Linked DNA regions of Mus musculus: all the other regions are linked to region 4. A link is a contact called in public promoter capture Hi-C data. All regions are on one chromosome and are shown on one strand. Each heading gives the region's core, a stretch centred on a gene start, on an enhancer-like site or on the middle of the called end of the contact. The rest is flanking DNA. Distances are from core to core; before and after follow the strand shown.

Region 1 (3,999 bases), core at 623-3,122, 1.3 Mb before region 4:
TACCCAGCATCCACATGGCTGCTTATAATCAATAATTACCTAGAACTCCAGTTCTGGGATCTGGTGTCCTCTTTTGATCTCTGTAGACACCTGCACACACATAGTAGACATAAGCTCATGTAGGTGTCTATGAAAGTACACACACAAATAAATATTTAAAAAACATATCTTCCAAAGAACAGAGGTTTTTATTTTGGTGAAGTGAATTTGATTTTATTGTTGTATAGTTTTTCCTTTTTTCGTGTCCTATTTTAGGAATTCTCATCCAACAAGAAGCTCTTAAGAGTATAAATGTTCCCCTGAGACAACTTAGAAGGTCAGGAGTAAGATTTATTTGAGCTAAACTGAGGTAGCAGTATGAGGTCTCTGGAATGCTCATTCTCTGATTCTCGGATTCAATAGGTTTGGATGGTGATGCTGAAACTGCAGTCAGGAGCCGTGGTCCAGGCCAGCACTCTGAAACACTAAATAATGAAAGGTTTTTAAGCTTGGCTGTATATTAAATCTGGAAATGTTTTTAAAATCCAGATATATTGCTCTCATCAGATGAGCAAGTATCTAGGATCCCAGTGGAAAGGGGAGATTAGCTTAAACATCAGTGTCCTAGAAGGATTCTAAAAGTGGCTGAGAGTAAATGCAACAATGCTTGACAGGCAGTTTCTGTCTAGGGGGTTCTTACAGCTGGTAGGGTTACAAATAGATTGAAACTGGACCAGAGGGGGAAGCCAGGGGACAGACAACTACAGAAAAAACCCACGCAGAACTGTGGGAGAGCTTCCTTCAGGAATTCCCCCAGGAAGATGCCAATGAGGAAGTCTCAAGTTCCAAGCTGTGCAACTATTTCACCCTCTGCCTCTTCTCACTCTCCCCCTCTCCTAACTTCAGCCAAGGTCCAGTTCTGTAGTTCTGTAGTTCTGTAGTTGCCTCCCTTGGCTTTCAGACTAATGCTTCCTTCCTCTTTGCCTAGCTGAAATTAACTTGCACAGAAGGTAATAGTCAGTTATACTCAGCTAGGGCTGGTGTTTTTTTTTTTTTTTTTTTTTTTTTTTTCTCTTCCTGGTGCCCTATTTTTACCTCCCTTGGATCCTTGTGGAGTTCCTTGTGAAAGGTTGCTTTGTAACAGTGTTTGCTCACACATCTGTAGTCCTTGCTGTGTCCCTCCTTTAGGATAACAGGAACACTGTCCTATTCAGTGTTTGGTATTAAATAGTCATCCAACAAATATTTGACAACCTAGTATACACTGGATATTCTGTGTGTAAGGACACAGCAGTCAACAGAGCAAAGAGGGATCCTTCCATTAACTGGATAGCAGCATGGGAGATACATAGATGAGTATAAGAAAATGGGGGGAGGGACCCCCAAAACCTCAGGCATGGTGACTTATGCCTATGATACAGGAAGATCTCTGAGTTCTAGGCCATCATCTTCAAAGTGAGTTCAGTACTAGTCGAGGATGTTTCCAAAGAAAGCAAGAACAACAACAGCAATAAATAAATAAATAAATAAATAACAAAAAGAAAAAAAAAGCTATGAAGGTTACAAATAAATCATAGCATGAAAGTGAATTAAGGGGTACTTAAGATGAAGTGTACTAGGAAACCCTCTTTAGGGAGGAAGTGTTAAGTAAGTGATAAGGGAACACCAAGAGTGTATTCCCCAGAGACTGCCCGCCTGGAGGGTCTGTGGATCTTAACGGGTGGGAAAGTAGAGAAACCAAGGACAGAGAAAACAGGGTGAGGTGACGTAAACTTAGCAGCAGAGGAAGAGTTTTGATTTGTGCTGCCAAGTGTGGAGAGGAGCCTCGTCTGGGTTCCGTATTTACGAAGATCGCCCCGAGGCTACGTGGCAGAGGCCAGAAAGGAAACTGAAACCCGAAGCTCCAGTGGCTTGGAATGGGCGGCGGCCGCAGTTAGGGGGAACCGAACGAGAACCCAGGATTTACGCAGCTAAAACGGCTCTGCCAGGAGCTGACAGTACCCACAGAGTCCCGGCCTAGCGTTTCGCGGGAGGGACCGGAAGAGGAAGTCGGGGCTGCACCCTAGAGGTCCGGGTGCCGCCAGCGCAGCCTGAGCCTAGCTGCCCGCCCGTGGGATGGGGCTGCTGCACTCGCTGCACGCTCCCGCGGCTGCCCTGCTCTGGAGCTGCCTGCTCGGACTGGTGAGAGCCGCACTCCCCTCCCCTCCCCTCCGCTTTTCCCTCCCCTTCCTCCCGCTTCCTCCCCCTCCCCCTCCATCCCTTCCTTTCCCTCTAACCTCCTCCGGATTTCCCTCATCCCTCCTCCTTCCCTACCTCCCCCTTCCTCTCCTTCTACCCTGGCTTCCCATTCTCCCACTGCCCGGGCCCGGTTAACTGCCTTCGTCCTTGAGTCCCAGCATTCCTCACCCGCCCCCAGCCCCCGAAATCCAGCGAAATGCCCAACCCCTGGGAGAAACCCGCGGGCGGGGGTAGGAGTGGGTGGGGAGCTTCCTCCTCCTTGGTCCTGGAGCCCTCTCTATAATTTTTCACTGTGCTGGCATCTTTTCTTCTTAATTCAAAGAATTCACTTCTGTGCTTCTCTGTGTAGCCCAATCTTACTGCTGCCTTTTGCCTAGAAAAAGGCGGATGGAGGGGCCGGTGTGAACAGGGTTCCAGGTGTTAGCGTTCTGGCCTGCTCTTTTGTTGACTGCGCTCACATACATTTCTCTCTATAGCCATATGAATATCTATATACTTTCCTTTCACTCCCAGATAGTGCCTTCTATGTAAGGTACATGTGATTATACTATGGGATTTGTATTATGCTTTTGTTTTCATATAGGTATACTTTAAAATACCTTTAAAGGGGAAATGAGAGGTTTGAATAGTTTGACGTCTAAAAGGGTCAAAGTCTGGTTGAGAAAAAAATAACAAATATGCGCTCACATACCCATATTTGCTGAAATAATGTTTTAAAATTCGGGATCAAAGTAATTTGAGCTCCAATGTGTGACCAAGAAGCTAACTCTCAGTGTTTTAGATTTTGTTTCTGTTCACTTTCTTTTCTGACATTTGATGTTGGGAAATTTGTATCGGTATTGTTTGCACACTGTTGTGTAAACTGTGTATGTAGTTATTACTTAAAAACCATCACTTCTCTGAAAGACTGCTTTGTCACTCTGGGCTTGAAAAGGTCATGGAGAAGGTTTAAGCCCCAAACAGTTTTTTTTTTTTTTTTTTTTTTAAGGTAGCCTTTGGCGTTCTAGGAACTTTGCTGGACAGCATTCGGAGAGAACCCATTCAAAAAGTATTTTGAGGAGAGAATGACAGCACAGTAGCTTTACTTTGTATCTTTAAAGCAGGAACTGAATAACCAGACAAGTGTCATTTAGGTCCAAAGAAAACTCACAGGATATGTAAATGTCTCGGCCCTCTAGCTTAGCTGTCAAGCTTAACTCATTTCAGGGAACTTAAGATGATTAATACGAAATAATGTTTACGTACTTATACCATAGCTCCACTAATTTTTCTCAAGGTAAATCAATATTTAGCACAGTAATACATCTACTCTTGATAAACCCACATTTTTTGGGCACTCAGGAAGCTGAGGTCTGTGGATCTCTTGAGTTTGGAGCCGGTTTGGTCTACAGAGAGTTCCAGGACAGCCTACAGAGAGAAATCTTGTCTCAAGAAAACAAACCAAACCAAACAGAACATACAAAGTGTTAAGTCCACACTGTGGTTGCTATTAAAGAGCTCAGAAGATACCTGGGTAATGATGGATGTCATGGATACAAGGGTAATGACGGCTACCTATGTAGCATGCTATTTTTGTTGTTGTCTTAATTCTTTCTTCAGACTTTTTTTTTCTCTGTAGCCCTGGCTGTCCTGGAACTCACTCTGTAGACCAGGCTGACTTCAAACACACAGAGATCCCCCTGCCTCTGCCTCCTCTAAGAGCCGAGCTTAAAGGCTTGTGCCACCACTGACCTATTTAGCAAGCTTGTTTTAGGTATGGTCCCTGAAGTACTTGGCCTCCCC
Region 2 (3,711 bases), core at 406-2,905, 1.1 Mb before region 4:
GTCTGTTTGTGGCAGGGGAATATTCCTGCAATCACACCACATTCAGCTTTTCTGGCATAACCACTGATGATGTATACTCGTCTAGATGCTATAGCACAATTAAGGCAATTAACTATTTACTCAAAATATTATGGAAAGGAATAACAATTTAAAAAAATTCATAAGAGCTGGCAGTATTGGTACACCCCTCTAATCCCAGCACCTGGGAGGCAGAGGCAGGTAGACCTCTTTAAGTTTGAGCCCAGCCTGGTCTACAGAGTGAATTCCAGAGCAGTCAGAGCTTCACAAAGCGAGACCCTATCTCAAAACCAACCAACCAACCAAACCTAACCAAAAACCCCTGAAATAAAATATTAAATAAAAAGAAAAAACATGAACTATGCTCTCCCCATTCTGTTTACTTTGCTATGTCTTACACTGGCTACAAACTTTCACTATATAAATAAGAAAGGCAGCCGGGCGTGGTGGCCTTTAATCCCAGCACTCGGGAGGCAGAGGCAGGCAGATTTCTGAGTTCGAGGCCAGCCTGGTCTACAAAGTGAGTTCCAGGACAGCCAGGGGCTATACAGAGAAACCCGGTCTCGAAAAACCAAAAAATAAGGGCAAGTGTCCTTATCTGAGGACAGACACACACAAACACAAATGAAGTCTGTAAACAATTTGGATCTCATTTAAGCCATTTTGCTCCTAGGTTATTCTCGGTTGTCTCCGATATTCTCATTCCTAGATACCTGACGCCAAAAGTTCCACGGGTAGTGGACTTTTCGGTGAAATATATCAAAGTGGAACTTTGAAAATCGCATGTGAAGTAAATTTATAAGGCTTTTCCTTCACAAATCATCATCTCCCAATCAACTCTTGGTTCATTGAAAGTAAAATACGTCACTAGGCATGGTGGTACGCGCCTTTAATCCCAACAATTGAGAGGCAGAGGCAGGCGGATTCTTTTGAGTTTGAGGCCACCCTGGTCTACAAAGCCAGTTCCAGGTCAGGCAGGGCTGTTACAGAGAAACCTTGCCTCGAAAACAAATCAACAAAAATCCTGACAATACAGACAGGAGAAAAGCGTCACTATTACAACATTAAAAAAAAAAAAAGCCACAGAAACATCCACGTCACACACGACCAGTTTACACCAGGTGAAGAGGACAGGCATCCTTTGTTCCCGCACAGGCCCCACAACCAGCGATTCCGGGTACCTTCCAGGACCACGGTAAGTTAAATCTTAGGTACCCGGCTGCCCTTCCGCCTGCCGGGAATCTGCTAGAACACCCCATAGTCAAGTCCAAGCTCCAAGCGTCCCGAAATGCCGGCACTTTCCGTGTCACGCCGGGGGAGAACTTAGCACACGCACCCCTAACTCCCACACATCCCGCCCCGCGACGCGGCGCGGAACACCCAGCCGCGCACAGGGCCACCGCAGCGCTCACCCCGCTGCCGCGCAGGCGCCGGGCGAGCCGGGACTTGCGGTCGCCCCGCGGATCATTCCGCCGCAGCCTTTGTGTGGCCGAACGCTAGAAATGGCTTATTTCCTTTCTCCCCGTTTAAAGTCAGAAGCAGACCCTCTCATCCCTTTCTCCCGCCGGAACGGGGCTGGGGGAGGGCGGCGGCAGGCTCGCTCCCGGGGCCAGTGGGGCGGAAACGGGCGCGGGTTGGCGAGGCCGCCGCAGGCATGCTGGGAGCTCGGCCGCCGTGTCCCTCCGCGCCGACGGGGACTTTTCGGTGGGGATTTTGGGCGCCGAGCAGACGCGGCATTTTCGGAAAATAGCGCCCTGTGCAGCGAAGCGCTCTGTGTGTGGCGGGGCCGCGTCTGCCCTGACGGCTCCGAGGCGCCGCGGTCCCCGCACCTCCTCCCGCTGCTCCCCCGCCGCCGCTCCCGAAGCTTTTCCAGGTCAGTGCGGGTCTGTGTAGGGCCCTGTTACCACCGGATGTGGAAGTTGATCTCTTCGCTGGTAAAAAATAATTCCACTTCCCCCGGAACCCAGATCATCCCCGCGATTTCCTGTTTATTGCATTAAGGCGCCGGGTTTCCGGGGCTCCTGGCCCCGCTTGTTTGGCGGGGGTCGGCGGGGTCGGCCTGGGTGTCCGTGCTGCCGCCGCCGCCGCCGCCGCGCTTTGTCCGCCCGGCGCTTGGCTTCTGGGAGGGGCGGCAGACATGGTGGCGGCCGCCGCCCCCTCCTCGGTCAGGCGCCGCGGCCTCCTGCGGGCCCCACGGGTCGGGTCTGCGGTGGGGTCGCCATGGCCGTGGGGGTCCGGGCCGGCGGGGCAGGCGGCGGGAGAGGCGGCGCTGTCCCCGCCCGCTCCTTTGTCTCGGCGGCCTGAGGGCCTGGCCTGGCCGGGCCGACGACAAGCGGGAGGGAAGGCCGGGCCGCGCTGCCCCGCTGGGCCCCGCGGAGCCCGGGGCGCTCGGGTTTCGGCCCGAACAGCCGGGTCGGGGCAGGGTAGACGGGCCAGTCCGGAAGGGACGGAGCCTGCCATTCTCAGTGGCCGAGACTTTTGCCCCGGAGACTTCGCCACCGGAACCCACGCGAGCGCGGGTGCGGAAAGAAGCCGCGAGTTTCGTCGGTCATGTCTTGCCTGGGCACAGATCGGTGTTGAGTGTGCTGTTGTGAACCTCTCCCACGGCGTTGAAGCCGCGGGCTTAGCCTTGAAGTGTGCATCTCCAAAATGAGAGCGAAGGAAAGCGGGCCTACCTGCTGGCTTTTTTTCCCTTGAAGCTTTTGCTTTAAGCCCATTTCCACTGTGTCTAGCAGACACATTTGCTTTAAAGCAGGGAGCGAGACCACAGTACTTCTGAAAGAGAGCTTCATAACGTGGGAGTAATTTTTAAGAGTTCTTTCTGCAGACACTGTGGTTTGTTGTCTATTCAGGCAAGTTACTTTCTGAAATGTAATTTTTATCTGGGGGTAAAAAAGAACGGTGGTGTGCTTTTTCTAGGGAAGTAGTGGCCTTCCCAGAATTGAAAACGCACCGAATTTAGTACGCAGACGATAGTCTACCTCACAGAGATTCACCCAGATTAATTTAAATATAACTGATAGCTTTTTGGCTCTTAGGCCTTCAGACTCTGACTTTTTAAGTTTTAAGGGAACTGATGGCTCTTATCCCTTTATTCGCTTTTCTTATTTTGTCAAAAATGAAAAGTAACGTGTCAACTCATGACTTAGGCAAGAGTCACATTGTTTTGCACTTTCGAAAGTCTTTTTTAAAGCCTAGTTTAACAGAAAACATTCTTGAGTCAATTTTTGCAGACAGTCTTGTGATATGCCACATAGCCAATGGAAAACACTGTATGTATATTATGCTTTTTTTAAAAAACATGATATATCCCATCCTTCTATTCAGCATGTTAAGTACAATCAAGATATTGTGAAAGACAAACTGAATGAGAAGAATGATTCTTGTAGTTTGGGGGAGAGGCCTCTAACTTTTTAAAAGATGGCCATTTAGATGCTTAAGCATTGCAGAGATTATAATTTACCAGTAGCCTTGATATCTGGAAATAGTCCAAGTGACAAGACATTTTAAAGTTCCAGTTCATATGCTTAACGATGTACACATATAATCAGCGTGTAAAGACCCGCTTGTAAGTACCTTCTTCACGAGGACACGTGCATCTTAGGCGCTTCAGACTTCCGTGGGAAGTGAGGTGTTTGCCGAAACAAAATGCACATGTAGTTTGCATGTGTAAGTCTTAGCCTCTTCCCTGAC
Region 3 (3,787 bases), core at 822-3,321, 1.4 Mb before region 4:
GGGATAAAATAAAAAGTGTTCATGGAACGCAGAAGACAGACAGACAGACAGACAGACAGACAGACAGACAGACAGACAGACACAGTCTTCCTGACCTCTACTCTTCCTCATCCTCCTCAGCCCATCTTCCCTCTCGCTGTCTACTGCACACACCAGTGTGGTCAACTCTGATGCTTGCCTGTGCTGGACCTCAGGAAGCACTTAGGGCCTGGCCAACCACTAACTAATACAATGTTATGTTCAAATCACACACTGAGTCGCTGACGTTAAGTGGCTAATTCCGAACTGCTGGTGGGGGCTGCAGAGATGCCACAGGTGAGAATACACAGAGCTCTTGCAAAGGACAGAATTTGGTTCCTCACACCCACTCTGGTGGCTCACAATTGCCTAAAAGTCTAGCTCCAAGGGATCACACACACTCTCCTGGACTCTGAGAGCATCTGCACTCATGTACACATGCCATAAACACACACACACACACAACTTTGAAACAAATCTAAAAACAAAACAAAACTTAGAAGTAATACATCTGGCAGTAATACCACATCTGGCTGTCTGTGCAGTTTCAAACTAAGCCAAAAAAACTATATTCTCTAAATTTTTCAGAGCGGTGGCAGAGGCAGATGGCTCAATGTGTAAAAAGCACAAAGCCGGGTGTGGTGAGGTGGACCTGTGATCCCTGCACTCCTATGGTGAGACAGAACACTCGAAGCTCCCTAGCCAGCCTGCCTGAATATACAACACAGAAACAAGCGTCAAGAGAGATCTCACCTACTAGGTGGAAGGTAAGGACTAAGACCCAAAGCTGTTCTCGGAAGCCTATACATGTGCCGTGGGTCCGTGCATCCTCACATACCAGCACATACACATTCTCTCAGTACATACATGTACACACAAAATACTTACTTGCCCTCTCATACAAATTAGCAACAGAAAAGCACGAAGAGATGTTAAGTACACGAATAATGATTAAGGGATGTTCAGCAAGCCCTGCCACACACCAGCTTCCAGTGAGAACACAAGCCCGTTTTAAACCTTTAAAGGCATCTTGTTTCTCTTCTCCATGCTGCAGGCATTTACACTGCACTGTAGTTACTTATTTATGTTAAGTCTAAAATGGACAGAAAATAGACAGAAAAGTGTTTTGCTATTTTCATTACTTAACATATAGTTGTGCTTGATAAATACTTGCTGAAGAAAGTATGACACAATATTATGTTTTTAAGACAAACACTCCTTGAGGCTTTGAGTCAGTACCATACAAAGTACGTGGGAACTTAATAACTTCTATAGTAACTACTAGTTTTCAAAGCGCGTCTTTGCCCAACCCGTTGGTCTAGACTAAACCTCAAGCTCTGCAAAGATTAACAGCCCTGTCAGGGGTGGGAATGAGGGTTGTCTGTCCGAGTACGTGATGCTTCCAAATAGAAAAATTAAAACTCAAGAGGGAGCCGGGCAGTGGTGGCACAAGCCTTTAATCCCAGCACTTGGAAGGCAGAGGCAGGCGGATTTCTGAGTTCGAGGCCAGCCTGGTCTACAGAGTGAGTTCCAGGACAGCCCGGGCTACACAGAGAAATCCTGTCTCGAAAAATCAAAACAAAACAAAAATCTCAACAGGGAGGAGAAACTTGGTAGGAGCCTATAGCTCAGGCTTTAGGTCATACTGGCTTTTTTCACTCGATTGACAGCTCATGTAATCCTCAAAGCACCCCATGAGAAAACACACGGAGGGTCTTCGGGCCTCCAAATCAGAAAGCCGGCCTCCTGAGGTCGGTCGGTACAGGCAACTTGAGGCGGACGCCCGGCTGCGTCCATCCAGCGGACCGATGTCTCCGGCCCCGCCGCCCCACCCCATCCCGCCCAGCCAACCCCGCCGCATACGTGCTTGGATGAGAGTGCAGTGACGCCACGGATGAGGCCGCCCAGCCTGGAGAAGAAGGGTGCTCTGGAGGCCGCAGGTCCTCCCAGCTGGTTCTGCAGGAAGAGCCCCGGCAGTGCGGTCAGCGTCCTCTCCACCATGTCGCTCATCGCTGCCTCCCTACGAGGCTACTTCGCGCTGACTCTCCCGGCCTCCGTAGTCACTTCCGGCGTTTTGAATAAGAAATCTTTATTCGCGCCGGAGCAGGACGAGCAGGATGAAGTTCCGGGAAACACCGCCTGGGGGCGCACGAGTCTAGGAGGAGAGAGGAGTTCTCTGGAGACATGAAGTTCATGATCATTCTATTAGCGGTGAAATGTGTGTGCATGATCTTGTATTTTCTCGAACTTCCCAAGGTTAATGAATTCGTGCCATTCCCCTGTCCCAGCCTCCAAGTGCTGGGATTACAAACCTGACCTACCATCTTTATAGTGTTCTTAACACCTGTAGGAGCTCTTATCTCTGAAACTTTGTCTGTGATAAGTGAAATTTTTTTCTTAAATCTTGAAGTTGTTCTTGTACCTACACCTCAACAAAAGAAAAAGTTTGCCTGACAGAATAGTTATGCAAAGATAAAGTTTAGGGCTGGTGAGATGGCTCAGTGGGTAAGAGCACTGTCTGCTCTTCCAAAGGTCCTGAGTTCAAATTCCAGCAACCACACGGTGGCTCACAACCATCCATAATGAGATCTGACGCCCTCTTCTGTTGCGTGTCTGAAGACAGCAACAGGGTACTTATTTATAATAATAAATAAATCTTTTTTTAAAAAAGTTTAATTTATTGAAAAATCTCAATATTTAAATTATTTAAAACAGATTTTCTTTAGAATTTAATATTTTATGCCTACGTAAAGTTTTGTTTACTGTGTGTGTGTGTATGTGTGTGTGTGTTTTTTTAACTTTAGGCCCTTTCACTAGTTTAAATTAGAAAACTTACTTTCCAGCCATGTAGTGGTTGTTGCCTGAAATCCCAGCCCTTGAGACTGGAAGGAGGAGCAAGAAAATTCAAGGGCATCACCGGCTCCATATCAAGTTCAAAACAAACCTGAGTTATATGAAACCCTGTCTTAACTTTCCCCATCCCCCAATTTTTTTCTTCCACCTAAAAAATATGCTGGGGAAAGCTGATACATTTCTGACTCGGGTGAAAGGAACGCGGCTACACTGCCAAAAAGTAAAGTGAAACTTTCCTTCCCCTGGCCTGGGTGATGTTCACTATCCCCCTTAGTCCGTCTTATCCAATAGAGCTTTTTCAAATTGTGCTGTGGTGCCAGTAAAACAGGGTCATTGTTTGGACCAAAGTTTAAAGGAAGAAAAATTACACATTTGAAACAGAGACATGGTAGGCTATATAAAAAGCAAAACTCTGTTGTTCCTGCTTTTCAAGCAGCACTAAAACTTCTTTTTTTTATTTATTTTTTTTTCTATTTTTTATTAGGTATTTAGCTCATTTACATTTCCAATGCTATACCAAAAGTCCCCCATATCCACCCACCCCCGCACTAAAACTTCTTACACAGCTTTCATTAGCATACTGAATTGGCTAGAAAATTATGCAACAGCTTAAAAGGCTCAAAAATGCCAAACCTGTAGGTCGTGGCCATAGAACAGCTTTAGAAACCACAAGGAGGTGGTCAGTGACCTGAGAGGGAGCCAATAGGCAAGGTGATTCCTTGGTACTGCGGAAGCGGGGTCTAGACAGCTTAAAAGAATTCAATTTAGAGCTGTATGAGGTGGCATACACTTTAATCCCAGCACTCAAAAGGCAGAAGCAGGTGGATCTCTGAGTTCTAAGCCAGCCAGGGCTATACAGAGAAACGCTGTCTCCAAACGTCAAAAGCCAAAAATAAATAAATAAATAATTCGGCCT
Region 4 (3,918 bases), core at 978-3,477:
GGCGAGACTAATAAAGGAGATTTAAGGTACAGGCAACGTATAGAGAAACCACAGGCAGAGTGCAGTGGTCTAGGGCCCAGGACAAGGGAGAGGGTGGGAACAGTTACTGATCATGGAGAAGGACTGTCTGACTACATGGAGGAGCTGTGGACAATACAGAGGTAACGGCTGATCTCGGTGATGCAAAAGAGATTAGCTAAGTCATTAATAACCTAATTTTTTTCTATTCCCATCTCTGATCTACTGGGATTCTTCACTGATTGAGATAACATAAAGGCAGAGTTGGGGGGTGGTGGTGGAGGGGAGCTTGTCTTGAAGGTCAGCTTCCTAGGGCACAGTGGAGTGAGACCAGAGAAAGCAGGGTCTCCTGCTGGGGTTCTTGGTGTTCTTAGTAAAACAATCTAAGAATGGACTCAAACCAAGCTTGAGGACAATGAGACTTAGAGTTCAAAGCAAAGGTTCAGGGTAGGCAAGCTGTAAATCATGGGGCTGCCCAGAAGAGGAGAAAGAGCCATGCTCTTTGAGTTTGGCTGGTTCACAGGTCAACCACACGGTGGACCAGCAGCAGGATGGGGGAGGGGGAGCTTTAGAGAAAGAGTGAAAAAGCTCAAAGTCCCAGAGAAAACTGACTTGGGCCAGCATCCAAAAGCAACAGCTGGGAAGCAAGAGGAAAAGTTAACACCTGCTGGGCTCAGGACTCACAAAGGCAGGTGGGCCCTGCGGAACTTCGTGGCGGATCCAGACTAAGTACACTAGGGACAGACATCCTGGAAGGAAAAGTACACTATCTCAACACAGAGCAAGTTATCCCCCTATGTCCCCTGCCATTCTCATGCACTATTGCATCGTAGACCTCAGCATGGGGCACTGGACATATCTTTCTCATTAGCCGATACTTGGATCACCTTCGACAAGTGCCATTTCCCCGAAGGCCTTTCATTAGTCTTTTCTTGACCAACATCTTCATTTGCCCATTCCTTCATTTATTCACTAATGAGTTAACACAGTTGTTTTGAGTGCCTAGCATGGGCCATGAAACATGAAGACAAATGCTCAAGTGAATACCCCCAAGACGTTCATATTGTTCTACCAGTGAAGCAGACACACGGTAACAGATCGTAGTAGAAGAGAAATCCATCTTCTCTTGGGGTCGGTATGCACCCTGTGTACAGTGGTAGGGAGATCCAGTTCCACTGAGTGACGTCATGTGTTTCGAGGGCTGAGTGGGTGAGAGGTGGGGCAATTGACTCGAAAAGCAGCCCAGGAGATGGGGTGGGAGGAGGGGAAACAGGAGCCATCCCAGAACTATTGGTAGTGCAGCCTTGTGACTTGGTTCTGTTTCTCTCACTCAAGCTCTTATTCTGTATCAGACCCCTAGCTGAGGGTCAATGTCAGCCGTACAAGGATAGGATGCAGGTGGCAGACTTAGCAAACAGCCAGATTTGGAAGAGCCTTGGACAAGTATCTTACTCCACACGGTACACAGGGGAAAGATTTAAAAAGATGTGGGCATCCAAGTCACCAAGTTCTTGGCATGCACTAGAGCCCTTCTTACCAAAGAAGCCAGAGACAGCAACTGTTCCAGAACTCAGGTCTCGAACATGCCAGGTCCAGCCACCCTCAACAAGCCAATCAAGAGACACACATTAAAATTGAACAGCCAAAGTGATATTTATCCATTGTGTTTGCGATCTCCAAGTTCGATGATATAATGGGATTTAACGACAGGCTAACATCTAAGAACATTCGCGGAAATTCGAGTTTTAGGGAGGAGGCACCTGGGAGCTCCTCCAGTTTTATCAGTAAAGAAACACAAATCTTAACCAGCCAAGTCTGAAGATGATGCCAAATTTAACAACGACCAGGGCTGGCAGTGGCACTTCAGAGAGCAAAAAGGGCCATTGGATGAAACTTAGACGTGTAAGGGGAAAAAAAGGAATGTCCTAGCTAACCTCTGGGAGGGCAAACAGTCCGCCGTATCTAAGCAACCGTAGTCCTCTAGGAGGCTTTTGTGATTGGCTCACTATTTCCCCAATGGAGGCTCCGGGAAGCTTCCCGCCGCCACTGGCGCCCTCTTCGAACAGCCGCGCTCTTGCAACTGCGGGCGACTTCTCAACCGACCTTGTGGGAGGCGGGTTTTCCGCCCCATAGCTCCGCCCAGCCGTCAGGCCCATCGAGCAGCGGCGGCGATTGGAGGAGGCGGCTGCTCGTCGAGTGGCGGGGTTCGCGGGCTAGGGTGTAACCGGGAAGGTGCTCGCGGCTGGAAGTCAGGGCAGCGGGTTGCGGGTTGCGGGAGGTGACTGCGGTCTCCCGGCCAGGCTGGCGGCTGCGGGATCGGGACCCGCGTTCGAGTCTCCTACACCGGGGCTGTGCTTGCTGGCTCCCTTCTCGATCTTCAGCCTGGGCGTCCCATCGGCAGACCTGTGCGCGCCCGTGGTTCTTGGACCCCGGGCCCAGTTCTTTGGTAAGGGCGCTGCGTGAGTACACCCAGTCGAGGGGGCTTCCTGTATTTTGGGGTTACTGTCTTCTGCTCACCTTGGTTTTCCATGCTGCTATCGGTACTACCGAGCTCAAGAGATTGTCATTGCCCCCTCCCTCCGTACTCTTTGTAGTAGGAACAGGATTTGGAAAGTGTCTAAAATAGACTGTTGCGTTCTGGCTGTTTCCACCCTGTAAGAGAAGTTAGTGTGTAAGCTAGTGCGTGCAGTTTTCTAACTCCCAGGGCAATTACATTTAGTCCATCTTGTAGTCATGCATTTTTCAGTGTGATTTAAGCTGAATTTCACTTCGTAGCTTCACAATTCTTGATTGTTTGCATGTAAATAAAGGCTGAAGTTTGAAGCCACAAGCAAAGGATATAAGCCATGCGCTCTGGAAGTGGCCAGAATGCACTTTGGATGGAGCAGGCATCTAGAGGAGGGCGGAGTCCTTATCCGGGAGTTGTAAGGTTTCCCACACCTATGATGTTTTCACCGTTTCATTACTAAAGAAACGGAAGCAGTTACGATTGCACAGCTGCCAGAGCTGAGGATCTTCAGTTCTTAATTGCTTACAGCCATATTACATCCTTTGGGATGCAAACAAACAAACAAACAAACAATTTGGAATGTAAACAAATAAAAAGAGATCTGCCTAAAGACCCTATCTACTCCGGTGGGAGTAGATAATAGTTTCAGCAGTTAAGAGATTGTCAATGCTCTTGCAAGAGGCTGTGAGTTCATTTCTTGCACCCAAATTGTATAGGTCACAACTACGTGTGACTCCGGCTCCAGGGGAATCCTAAGGCCTGTGACCCAATGGATATATTCACTCATAATGATGATGATGATGATAAATATTTTTGGAAAGGAAAATATACACTAAAGTTTGCTCACAAAACAAGTAAATATTTTTCCCTCTATGTGAGGGGGTGGAAGGGGGTGACCAAAAACTACCAGGGACAGTGCTGACAAGTATTGTCAGACAAGTATTGACAAGCTGGGTCAGAGGTGTAAGAGAAGACAGCTGTGCTTCTTGTATTCTTGTAGTGGGGTTAGGAAAAGTTTCCCGGCTAGAGTGAGACTATTAACCAGGGAGCTGTATTTTAGGGAGCACACTGCCCACGTTGATCCCTTGGTTTATGTTTTAAGTGGTCAGCTCTCTGGTCAAGCATAGGAGTAGGCCACTGTTCCTACTAATGGCATAATTTTGCCATATTCACCAAGATACAGTTTTACTATGGCAAATGCACATTGCTATCGATTGTTTTCATGATGATCTGTCAGCACACATCTCACCAGCAATTTATTTATTAAAGCCACAAAAAAACATAGAGTTGTGGCCATTTTCAATGTAGTAGTTGAAGGTAGCACGGTGCTACTTAGAGTACACTTCCTGAATTCTTCATGGACTTAACCTCTGTGTGTGTGTGTGTGTGCG
Region 5 (3,704 bases), core at 512-3,011, 1.2 Mb before region 4:
TAAAAACCAAGTGGATTGGAATAACATAGTCACCCTTGCTACTCAACTTTAGCTTAACATAAATATGTGAAAAGAGCATAGACTGCACTTTCATATTGTCAAAATATTTAAAATACATGGGTGTAGATTTTGAAAGTACTGCACAATTTTCAGATGACTAGAAAGAAATATCTAAGAGGGGCAGATTAAAACAAGCCACCAAAGAGATAAGGAAAAATTAAGAAGCAGCCCTCTTACTTTAGTGTGAGCTGTATGAGCTGTGGGCAGTGGTGCCCTGGTGTGCAGATGAGGCAGGAATGTCACGTGCTAGGCAGTGGGAACACAGCATTGAGGACTGATGAGACAGGAGCTATGCTAGGGCTGTCAGAAGCTAGGTGTCTCCCAGTTAGAGTTAGATTGTATAGGAAGGGAAAATAAATCTAGAAAGGTTGTGACTATTGGTGTGAATTCTGATTCTCAATACATATATGCACATACACAGAGGGGCATCATTATGGATCTAATGTATATTTCTTAGTCATTGTGTGTGTTGCCGGGTGGTTTGGCATAGTGTGTGAGAGAGATCGATGTCATGTGGTGTGTGTTGCAGTGTGTGGCTTACGACTAAAAGGCCTAGAAAGGACACTGCAATCTGTTGAGTGCCTGCAGGCTGTGTGTGCTCCTGGAGCCCAGCTTTCATGAGCTGTCACTCATACTGGGGTCTTCGGTGACACAGCTGAGTCCTATTTGCTCCTGATCTCTCCACCCATATGCCCTAACTGACCCCACTGAAACTCATTGCTCTATGAAGTTGGACTTTGAGAGTATTTTTCCTTCAGCCTGTCTTCAGTACCCTACCTGGGATAAACTGATCCTAAGGGCTCTCTGCCTGCTCTCTGCTGGTGCTTGGCTGACCCAGTAGATCTGCTCAGAGAGCAGGCCAGCAGCAACTAGGCACTCCAGAGGCAAGGCCCCAGCACGGGTGCTTTCCCAGGTCACAGCCCCATGCTTTTAGTTAGAACTGAGGATGCCATCCTTTTCCTCCAGTGGAAAAGTCTGAGTTCAGAAAACCATGTGTGCCCCAGAGGCCACAGCTTGTAAATCCTATAATAAGCCTGTGTGGTGGTTTAAATATGCTTGGCCTATTAGGAGGTGTGGCCTTGTTGGAGGAAATGTGTCATTGTGGGGGTGGGCAATGATTCTTTTCTCCTAACTACATGGGAGCCAGTCTTCTAGTGTCCTTCAGATGAAGATATAGAACTCTCAGCTCCTCCTGCACCATGTCTGCCAGGACATGCCCTTGTTCTCCACCTTGATGATAATGGACTGAACCTCTAAAACTGTAAGCCAGCCCCATTTAAATGTTGTCCTTAGAAGAGTTGCCTTGGTCATGGTGTCTGTCCACAGCAGTAAAACCCTAACAGCCTGTGTACTATGGGTATGTGCCCATATCCAGCTGTGTCTCCATCCCAAGAATAAACAATTCTGGTGACCTCACTGTGTATGCATCGGGATGAGAAAAATCTCACTACCTCCTCCATAGGGGAAGAGATGTCCCTCTAGGGTTCATGGGAGCAGTGTTGCCACACACTGTCCCCAAATCCAGAGGGTGAACATCTCTGTGTGCTTGTGTGTGAGAAACCCAGAAATAGAGGGAGAGCTGTGATGTGGACAATTCGTTCTCAGAAAGTTGATCTTTCAGAAGCATTTCAAACAAACAAATAATGGTATCCCTTGACAACACGTTAGAACCTTGGTATGAAGGGTGACAATTGTGATGCAGGGGAGGATCCAAGAAGAACTGGGCCTGAGTCAAGTGAAATCAGACAGCAACAACACAAAGGGGGGAGGGGGGCATTCAAACGGTTCAAAACCAAAAACAAGCCAGGGAGCAGTCCTGGAGAAATGAAGTTAAAAGGATCAAAGGTAGCTCGTGAGTAGAAGTGAAAGCCTGATGTGCTTCATTGACATGGCGTCTCATCGGCCGGTCCCTGCAGACGACTTCGGTGCCTACTACAACCTGTGAGCCTCTATGTCCTGTGCCTTTATAGATAACCTCAGGAGTGGGGGGCTGGGGGAGGGCTTACCTAGAGGGGGCATGGCACCTGTTGCATTTGGGAGGGCTCTGCCAGATTTGACCCATGAAGGACCCAGAAGAGATAACATACATGTACTCCCTGATCAGTCAGCTCAGGGCCTCCGTGACATCACTGAGTAAAAGTGAGAATGGCACACTTTTCAGATGGGTGAAACTGAGCAGAGGCACTGAGTGAGGCCGCTGAGCGGTGGGGCCTGGATTTCAGATTCAGTCTGTGGGAAGAAAGGTAATAAAGGACAAAGGTGGTGAGCGGCCCTACTGAATCGGTCAGATAAGAGGGAGCTGTGCAGATCAAGGAGGCCTCCTGGAGCCTGCAGTATTTCCCATCTCTGCATGCTGGGCAGATGCTCCAGTCCCGTCTCTCCACATTAAGTCATTTATTCTTTTAAAGATTTTATTTTATGTATATGAATGCTTTGCTGACAATTTAAGCACACCAAAGCAGTGCTCTTGGAGGCCAGAAGAGGGCATTAGATCCCTTGGAACTGGAGACACAAATGGTTGTGAGCTGCCATGTGGTTGCTGGGAAGTGAGCCAGGATCTTCTGAAAGAACAGCAGAAATGCTCTTAACTGCTGAGCCATCTCTTCAGAACCCAAGCTGTGTGTGTGTGTGTGTGTGTGTGTGTGTGTGTATGCACGTATATCTGTATATGTGTGTATACATATATATGTATATATGTGTGTATACATGTAAATATACGTGTATACATACTATACAGGTACATAGATGTATATATACATATATACATACACACATAGACATATATACACACATGTGTATGTGTATATAAGTATATATACATATGTGTGTGTGTGTATAAATATACACTTGTCTTTTTTTGGACACAGGGTTTCTCTGTGTAGCCTTAGCTATTCGTTCTAGAACCCACTCTGTACACCAGGTTAGCCTCAGACTCAGAGATCCCCCCTGCTGCTGCCTCCTGAACGCTAGGATCAAAGGTTTGCACCACCAATAACTGGCTATGTTGTATTCTTTTAAAAGATATCATTTATTATGTGATCTAAGCTAAGCACCTTGCATGGCACCTGCATGGCCCTCGCAGTAACCCTGCCAGGAAGAGGTAGTGTTCCTTGTTTTGCTGGGGGATCAGGAGCTTGAGGCCAAAGCCAGTGCCTCACACAGGCCAAGGACACTTTCTCATGCTGAATGTTTCTGTGTTATAAATGAGCAAACATAAGAACCCTAATCATAAATATATATAATCAGTTATTAGCGTAGCAATGTGCATGTATGCACACATATGTATGCATATATACATACCTGTGCCCTTAACATATGAATGTATATGTTCCTACTATGTGTATGTATCATGCTCACTATAGCTGTCTCCAGACACCAAAAGAAGCTACAAAGGCTCAAAGTTACAACCCTTTAACGGCCCCATAAAGCACTTGCTGGGATTTGAACTGGGGTCCTTTGAATCCATAGTCAGTGTTCTTACCCACTGAGCCACAGCTCCAACACTGTATTATGTTCTCCATATGTCACCTATAGAGTTATATTCATTCTCAGCATATGCTGTAATTCCATATAATTTAATGGCCAGGTAAGGTAGGTAAATGCCTTCATTTCTCCTGCATCACTATGTGCTTGCCCTTGGTATA
Region 6 (3,589 bases), core at 68-2,567, 1.8 Mb before region 4:
CCTGGTCTACAGAGTGAGTTCCAGGACAGCCAGGGCTACACAGAGAAACCCTGTCTCAAAAAACCAAAACCAAAAAAAAAAAAAAAAAAAAAAAAAAAAAAAAAAAAGCCTCACTGGGAAAAAATAAGAGGAATCTAATAAAAGCCTGTGCTTCTTCCTGGGGCAATGGAAGCCTCGGATGCTCTGTCTGGACCTTGATTCACTTAGGAGGCTCCTTCTCAGAGTCCCCTTTACATTTTCATAGGCCAGAGGACTCGGGGTGTGGTTGTAGAGGATGTTTCCACCCGAATGCCTGCTGCCTGGACTTGCCCATCACCCCACACACACCCTTTTCCCCCTAAAATAAGGTTCGTGAAGAACAGGGTGCTGCTACAAGTAGGTGAAGTTGGTGAGCCCTGACAAGCCTAAAAAGTAGACAGGCCACCATCTGTCTTCACTGTGTGCATTAAAGAAAAAATGGTGAAAAGCTGGCTACGACTTTGCCAATGTGGTCACACTGGAAAGAAAAGAGAAAAGACAAGAAAGGAAAGGGGAAAAGGTTCAGTGACTCCCCAAAGTCCATCTTTGGAGTCCCGACATGAGGTTCAGATTCTCAAATAGAAAGCAAGTGGTGTACATAACTAAGCAGTCTTGGTCAAGGTGTGGTCTTGCCGGTTATTGATCCACCATTATCTCAGTTCCAGTCTATCCCACAAGATAGTCTGACCAGTTGCCAAATCTGTGATATAGCTTACTGGGTGACAAAACTCCTCCTCTAGCTGGCACACACAAGCTTCAGTCTTTTCTTTCCCCCAGCACACAAGATTCATGGGGGAAAGCCCAGTAGCTGAAGGAAGGACACAAGTGTCTTTTGCCTTCAGAATCGCTTCATACCTGCCAAGACAACTAAATAAGTGGTTGGACGAGCCCTTACTGGCTCAGGAGCCATCATGGGCAAAATCACTCCTAGCCTTTATGTTTTCTCCACGAATACAACACATATAGACATCCCTGTCCTTGGTGGGTCAACATTAGAGCACAAAACTACTTGTTACTGTCTACCAGAGTGCTTCCTGGACAACTATGAGTAGGTGCCTGGCCCAGAAGCAGCGCCTGGCCAGAATTAGAAGCTCAAAGGTCGGATGCGCTCTCTCCGAGCCTGGGTATCCCAGGGTCACCCTGGAGCCAGCCACGGTCTCCCCAAATGCACACACTAGGCACCTGCTGGAAGTTCTGTGGCTAAAAGAAGTACCTAACAGCAGGAGGGCGGACTTCCGGGAGGAAGCAGGTGTCCTCCTGGTGGCGACAGCTTCGTGACGTCACCATATCGCGACTGCGAAGGGGCGGTCCCTATATTCCTTGGAGAAGAGTTAAGTGCTTGCAGCGGTACTGGCTGTGGCTTCTCCGCCCTCCCCTCTTGTCCTGCGGCTCCGCAGGCGTCCGCTGACAGCGCAGGAAGCCGGACAAGTCCGGCTGCAACGACCAGGTAAACTGAGGCTAGGCCAACTCAGAGGGAGTTGAACCGGACGTTGGGAGCCGAGTGGCTGACCTCGGTTCCCAGATCAGCAGGGTCACACGCACGGCGCAGCGCCTCAAGCTGCCCATTGCTGTGCTGTTTGCTAAGGGACCTTTGTGCTGCGAGTCATAGTGATTCGAGAGAATGAAATAACCTGTGAGCGCCCGTCACAGATTCATCATCAGCGGGGCTTAGAGTTATCAGAGAGCAGGTGTTCTGCCTTACCTCCACGGCCATGACCATGGGCTGGTAGCAGTTAGGACCTGAGAGGAGTAGGCAGGATTGAAACTAGATTATCTTGCTTGAGAAGTATCTTGCTTTTGAATTAAGAACTTCAATGTCATCTAGACATGGATTCAAATGCCAATTTTCTTTTAGCTGTAAGACCCTTGAACCTTAGGCAAACCAAACCCCTCTTACCCTATCCAAGCCTTGGCTTGTTCATCTGTAAAACTGGACCAGCAGCACCTGCCAAGCCACCGTCAAGAGAATTATAGTAGACCTCACAAGTGAGACACTTGGCTTTCCCTGGGACAGTACTGTTTTAGTGTATGGTGTGACTGGTCACATATGCTGGACCAGCCTTTGGACTGTGGCATGGCGGTACTTGTGTAAAACGACAGAGCAGGAGATGGAAAGCCTTTGGTTTTCTGGCCAGACTTGCAAGCTGGCACTCTGGTGATCCTGAACAGGGTAGGTTGGCTCAACCAGGTGAGGACCAAGAGCCCTGAACTGACGGAGCTACGTCTAGCAGTCTCTCTCATTTTTAGTATAAAGACGTGTGTGTGTGTGTGTGTGTGTGTGTGTGCGTGTGCGTGTGCGCGTACGCGTACTTTAGTCTTTGAGACAGAGTTTTTCATTGGCCTGAAACTCAACAATTAGGCTAGACTGGCTGGCTAGCAAGCCCCAGGAATCTACCTGTCTCCACCTATCCGGCACTGGGATTACAAGCATAGACCACTGTGTACAAACTTTTTTATGTGGGTTCTGGGGATTTAACTGATCTTCAGGCTTTCAGTGGAAACATTTTACCAGCCATGCTGTCTTCCTAGCCCCACACTGGTTTTAAAAGAAAGCTATCCAGAAGGGAGAGGACTCTGACAGGGAATGAAGACCAGACCTAGATTAAGACAAAGAAAGGGAATGAGTGAGGATATAGAGTGCAGATTATCTGGGGAATAGCTCAAGCTAGCATGTGCCTTCCAGGCCGGCACCTGTACCATTAAAAACAAAGGCAGCACGATAATGAAGCTTAACTTTGGGTGGAGCCTGGAACTCATAGCAGGCCCTGAACCTTTTCAATGGTATCCAAGAGGTCTGGATCTGAAGAAGGAAGACATGGGCCACGTCCCAAAGTTGATCATCACTAGGCTTTTCCAAGAAGTGAAAAGTCAAGTCCCTTGCACCTTCCATCTGTTCAGTGGACAGAGGCAGTGCAAGCCTGTGTTCCATACACAGCAGCAACAGTGTAGGCTCAGTAGTTAAAGAGACAGACATTGCTACTGAACCCAGGGAGATAGCTAAGCAATGTGTGAAGCCAAGTATCTGGGCTCTTGGTGCCCTGAGTCTCCCTGTTCACCAGCAGCAGAAACTGGTACCTACTAGAGGTGATGGAGGGTAGCTCCTAAGCCAAGCTGGCTGGGGTTCTAGCTTGAGCATGTGAGCAGAAGAAAGTGTTTAACTCAAAAGGCAACAGGACCAAGTATTTTTAAAAGTTGCATGAGGTAGCTGGGAAGCCATTTCTAGCAATAGCCATTTGCCTAACTTGGGGCTGAGTCCTAGTCCTGCACACCTTAGCCTTCCCCAGTGAAGGGGGACATCCTCTAAAAGCTAGAGGTAGCGGCCTGGCCATCTTCATAACATCATCTCAACATCTGAGGCCTGTGTACATCAGTCGCTCATATCTGTTACCCCACATGCAAGACGGCAGGTCCGAGTTAGCCTGCTGTGTTTCCCACTTGCCTGCAGTGGTGGGAACTTTCAGGAAACACTGGTTGAGGCAAGGCTGGGATCCCCGGAGCTAGCTTAAAGCCTGGCCTAGTCATCTGTACTCTGGCTTTTTGAAGTATGACAGGGTGAAATGACCTGTGCGAG
Region 7 (3,673 bases), core at 653-3,152, 1.5 Mb before region 4:
CTTTTAAGAACAAAAACCATGTTCTGGGTTGACATACTTCAGTTAACATGAACAGTTAGCCAGAAGTGGGACTACAGAAGCTAAAAAACAAAGTTAGGACATTTAGAGACTTTCCCAGAACTGTGGACTTTGATGGAGTAGGTATTTGGCAGGTGCTCCTATCTAAATGATAAAGTTTAACAGTCCAAACTGTCATGGAGTCAGTTGTGCTAAGGTCTGGGGCCTTATTCTAAACACTCTGCCTCATTCTAAAGTGGTGCAAAAACTAGCTTTAAAGAGTAACTTTTGGACACCATTGCATATACTAGTAAGATTTTGCTGAAAGGACCCTGATATAGCTGTCTCTTGTGAGACTATGCCGGGGCCTAGCAAACACAGAAGTGGATTCTCATAGTCAGCTATTGGATGGATCACAGCGCCCCCAATGGAGGAGCTAGAGAAAGTAACCAAGGAGCTAAAGGGAACTGCAACCCTGTAGGTGCAACAACATTATGAACTAACCAGTACCCCAGAGCTCATGTCTCTAGCTGCATATGTATCAAAAGATGGCCTAGTCGGCCATCACTGGAAAGAGAGGCCCATTGGACTTGCAAACTTTATATGCCCCAGTACAGGGGAACGCCAAGGCCAAAAAGTGGGAGTGGGTGGGTAGGGGAGTGGAGGGGTGGGTATGGGGGACTTTTGGGATAGCATTGGAAATGTAAATGAGGAAAATACCTAATAAAAATTTTTTTAAAAATCCTGAATAATAAAGTAACTGCTGGAATATCACTAAAAAAAAAAAAAAAAAAAAAAAAAAAAAAGAGTAGCTTTTGGGGTTAGAGAGGTAGTTTAGAGTACTCGTTGCTCTTGCAGAGGACCTGAGTTTCATTCTCAGCACCCACATGGTGGCTCACAAACATCTGTCATTCCAGTCCCGGAGGATCTGACACCCTTTTCTGATCTTCTCAGGTACCAGCCATGCATGTGGTAAATATACATACATACACACAGGGAAAACACTCATACACATGAAATGAAATATTTTTTTAAAAAGTAGCTTTCAACAAAAGGCAGAGTTTTGGTCACCATAATGAGGGGTACTGCTGATAGGCAGGCAAATAATGTCAAGGATGCTAAACAGCTACACCCCAGCCTCTTTTTAAAAAAATGATGGTAGGTAAATGATTTCCAAAAAGCTCTTTACAAGAATCTGGACAAAAATTTAGTTTTAAATGTGTGTGCATGCATGTGTATAGATATATGAACACAATGCTCTGGTGCAGATACACATGCCTGCACAATGTTCTGGTATGTCCATGTATAAGTAAGAGCATACACAATGCTCTGGTATGTGTGTGTATAGACATGTACACACACACACATACAGAAAACTCTTTGGAAATGTACACACATATATAAAAACTACTGGGGGTATAAACATAAGTAAACACAATGTTCTAGGGTGTGTGTACACACGCATACACAATGCTCCTGGAAGAGTATACACATGTAAACGCAATGCTCTGGGGCCTGTGTACACATGAGCACACACAATGTCCTTGTGGGTGTATACATACACAATACTCTGGGTGGAGTCTACACGTGCATACACAATGCTCTGCATTCCTTCTTGCCTGCCTGGAACTTCCAATAAGGGCAGCGTTTTCTACCGGCAAAGAACCTCGATTCCTCAGAAACCTGCCTCCCCGTTACAATCCAGATTCTAGGAAAGCACAGCCTTCGCCTGCCCAGATCCACACATCCTACTCCGCGCCCAGCGCTCGGCGCCAGAATGTTTCCAAACGTCTTCAGCTGGGTCACCGCTGCACCTAGTTCACTCGCGCGTAGACTCAAAACTGTCCAAGTTTCCGGGGCCACTCTGATCAGCCAGCCGCCTAGGCGGCCTGCGCAGGCGCACCAAAGACCACGCCCCAGTGACGTCACGCGGCGGTTACCGCGCTTGGCGCTCGCGATTTAAAACTTACTCCGGAGACGTGGAGAGCAAGATGAGAATTCCGCGCTCAGGTGAGCTCGAGTGGGTCCAGGCGCGGCTGGCAGGATCAGGACCGAAGGGTGCTCGCGTGGGCAGGTCCAGAAGGGACGAATGTGTTCGGCGGGGTTCGGCCGGGGGCTCCGGCGGGGGAGGGGAAGAGAGTGCAAGGGAAAGCGGGGCGCTGGGCCAATCAGGACGCAGCTGCCAGTGGCGGCTGGGCTCTAATACTCCCCGCGCCCTGGTTCTAACGGAGGATAAAGTGGGTTTTTTTTGTTTTTTGTTTTTTCTGGACTGGACGTTGTGTGGGGAGCTGTGGAAGCAAAGTGTCGACCGCTCTGTGTTGAGCATTCGTGCCTGTGTTTTGGAACTGATTCTAAAGTCTTGAGGGCTTCCTTTGGGACAGACCTTCGGTCAGACGCCGAGATTCGCAACCGAAGAAGCCTGGGCACTTGAGATGGAGACTGGAGGATTAGAAGTTCAAGGTTGTCCTCAGCTATAGCGACTTCGAGGCTAGCCTGGATTACAGGAGACCCACTCTGAAAGGGGGCGGGGGGTGGGGAACGAAACAGATAAATACCTTTTCCTCTTGGAGCTTGTGTCAAGTTGAGGTAGTATGGCAAATATTTGACAGATAAAACCTAGTGCTATAACTCCTGTCCGTTATGGACTCGAGATTTTTAAGCAAACATTGAGAAGAACTTTATGGGCTGAGCATCCTGTACAAGAGAAGAGCTAGGAAGGAACCTGGACTAGTCTAGGAATTAACTACACCGTAGGTTCTCAACCTTTGGGTGGCAGCCCCCATGGGGAGGTGTCAAATGACCTTTACACGGGGTTCGCCTAAGATCGTCAGAAAACACAGATATTTACATTATGATTCATAACCACTAAATTTACAGTTATAAAGTAGCAATGGAAAATAATTTTATGGTTGGGGGTCACCACAACATGAGGAACTGTGTCAGAGGGTCACAGCATTGGGAAGGTTGAGAAACTCTGAGCTAGACCGTCATAACTAAGCTTAGTGAGACTGACCACCTGGTAGACCTAAGTCATAGTTTTGGAATAATAGTTTCAGTTTGGATTTGTTGCCTGTGACTTCTGGAGAGGCGCTCAGGTGAAGGGGTTCGTATCTACTGGGCGAGTTTGACCGAGGTCCATAGGCTGGGAGGTAGATTTGTTTTTCTTCATCATGGAGATGATAAAGCCATGGGTACCGGTGAGATCACTAGACAGACCTTGCAGAGAATACATTCAGGACCTGCACCAGTTGTCCGGGTGTGGGGAGGAAATAACTCAGGTTATGGGTACCACAGGGCCTAGAGCAGCTCAAGAAGAAAAAGATGAGTCCCGAAGTGGGCACTTCAGGCTGAGAACCGAAGCAGAGCAGAGGAGCTGAGGAACGTGCTCTTGACTTCAGTAACAATCTGTTGAACTAGACTCTTGTCTACTGCCCACGGCAGAGAGCAGCGGGGGAGGAGTTAGCCCCTCCGTGCTTCCAGTTTCTCAATTCCTTTCCATACCCACATTTACAGAGTCACAGATGTCTTGATTTATGCCCATAAAACGTCTCTCATCTCCTCTTTTGACCTTTTTGTTTTGTCTTGGTGTGTCAACTATACTCCTCGACCTGTAGGAAGCATTGTAATGCCTTTCCTCCTGCTGCCCTGTGGACAAGCATTTGTTGTTTATTATGTC

What was found. Promoter capture Hi-C pulls out the DNA fragments that hold promoters and counts their contacts.
Region 1: a promoter capture Hi-C map of pre-B cells shows a contact between it and region 4, with 4 times the contacts expected there. The contact joins the promoter of Sppl2a here to the promoter of Cep152 in region 4. A contact is called at or near these places in 1 of 39 promoter capture datasets (pre-B cells) and 1 of 484 Hi-C or Micro-C datasets (B cells).
Region 2: a promoter capture Hi-C map of pre-B cells shows a contact between it and region 4, with 7 times the contacts expected there. The contact joins the promoter of Gabpb1 here to the promoter of Cep152 in region 4. A contact is called at or near these places in 7 of 39 promoter capture datasets (the 3T3-L1 cell line, 3T3-L1-derived adipocytes, the HPC-7 cell line and 4 more) and 5 of 115 datasets of contacts at active chromatin or transcription factors (astrocytes, embryonic forebrain, extraembryonic endoderm stem cells and 2 more).
Region 3: a promoter capture Hi-C map of embryonic stem cells shows a contact between it and region 4, with 3 times the contacts expected there. The contact joins the promoter of Ap4e1 here to the promoter of Cep152 in region 4. A contact is called at or near these places in 2 of 39 promoter capture datasets (embryonic stem cells and pre-B cells).
Region 5: a contact with region 4 is called in a promoter capture Hi-C map of hematopoietic stem and progenitor cells, with 4 times the contacts expected there. The contact joins the promoter of Usp50 here to the promoter of Cep152 in region 4. A contact is called at or near these places in 6 of 39 promoter capture datasets (the 3T3-L1 cell line, 3T3-L1-derived adipocytes, the C10 cell line and 3 more).
Region 6: a contact with region 4 is called in a promoter capture Hi-C map of pre-B cells, with 5 times the contacts expected there. The contact joins the promoter of Fahd2a here to the promoter of Cep152 in region 4.
Region 7: a promoter capture Hi-C map of pre-B cells shows a contact between it and region 4, with 2.5 times the contacts expected there. The contact joins the promoter of Ncaph here to the promoter of Cep152 in region 4.

What each region holds. Positions count from the first base shown.
Region 1 is chr2:126,931,108-126,935,106 of GRCm38.p6, reverse strand. Sppl2a (signal peptide peptidase like 2A) reads left to right here and starts at 1,872. Exons shown (of 15, transcript NM_023220.2): 1 at 1,872-2,160. The coding sequence starts at 2,095.
Region 2 is chr2:126,673,536-126,677,246 of GRCm38.p6, reverse strand. It overlaps Gabpb1 (GA repeat binding protein, beta 1), which reads left to right and starts at 1,655. Exons shown (of 9, transcript NM_001271468.1): 1 at 1,655-1,891. A630026N12Rik (RIKEN cDNA A630026N12 gene) reads left to right here and starts at 1,960. Exons shown (of 1, transcript NR_166192.1): 1 at 1,960-3,711.
Region 3 is chr2:127,006,995-127,010,781 of GRCm38.p6, reverse strand. Ap4e1 (adaptor-related protein complex AP-4, epsilon 1) reads right to left here and starts at 2,071. Exons shown (of 21, transcript NM_175550.3): 1 at 1,882-2,071. The coding sequence starts at 2,028.
Region 4 is chr2:125,623,422-125,627,339 of GRCm38.p6, reverse strand. It overlaps Cep152 (centrosomal protein 152), which reads left to right and starts at 2,227. Exons shown (of 28, transcript NM_001081091.1): 1 at 2,227-2,464.
Region 5 is chr2:126,781,517-126,785,220 of GRCm38.p6, reverse strand. Usp50 (ubiquitin specific peptidase 50) reads left to right here and starts at 1,761. Exons shown (of 7, transcript NM_029163.3): 1 at 1,761-2,001. The coding sequence starts at 1,934.
Region 6 is chr2:127,442,293-127,445,881 of GRCm38.p6, reverse strand. Fahd2a (fumarylacetoacetate hydrolase domain containing 2A) reads left to right here and starts at 1,317. Exons shown (of 8, transcript NM_029629.2): 1 at 1,317-1,465.
Region 7 is chr2:127,132,183-127,135,855 of GRCm38.p6, reverse strand. It overlaps Ncaph (non-SMC condensin I complex, subunit H), which reads left to right and starts at 1,902. Exons shown (of 18, transcript NM_144818.3): 1 at 1,902-2,007. The coding sequence starts at 1,989. It overlaps Gm35347 (a long non-coding RNA gene), which reads right to left and starts at 1,903. Exons shown (of 3, transcript XR_374955.4): 1 at 1,560-1,903.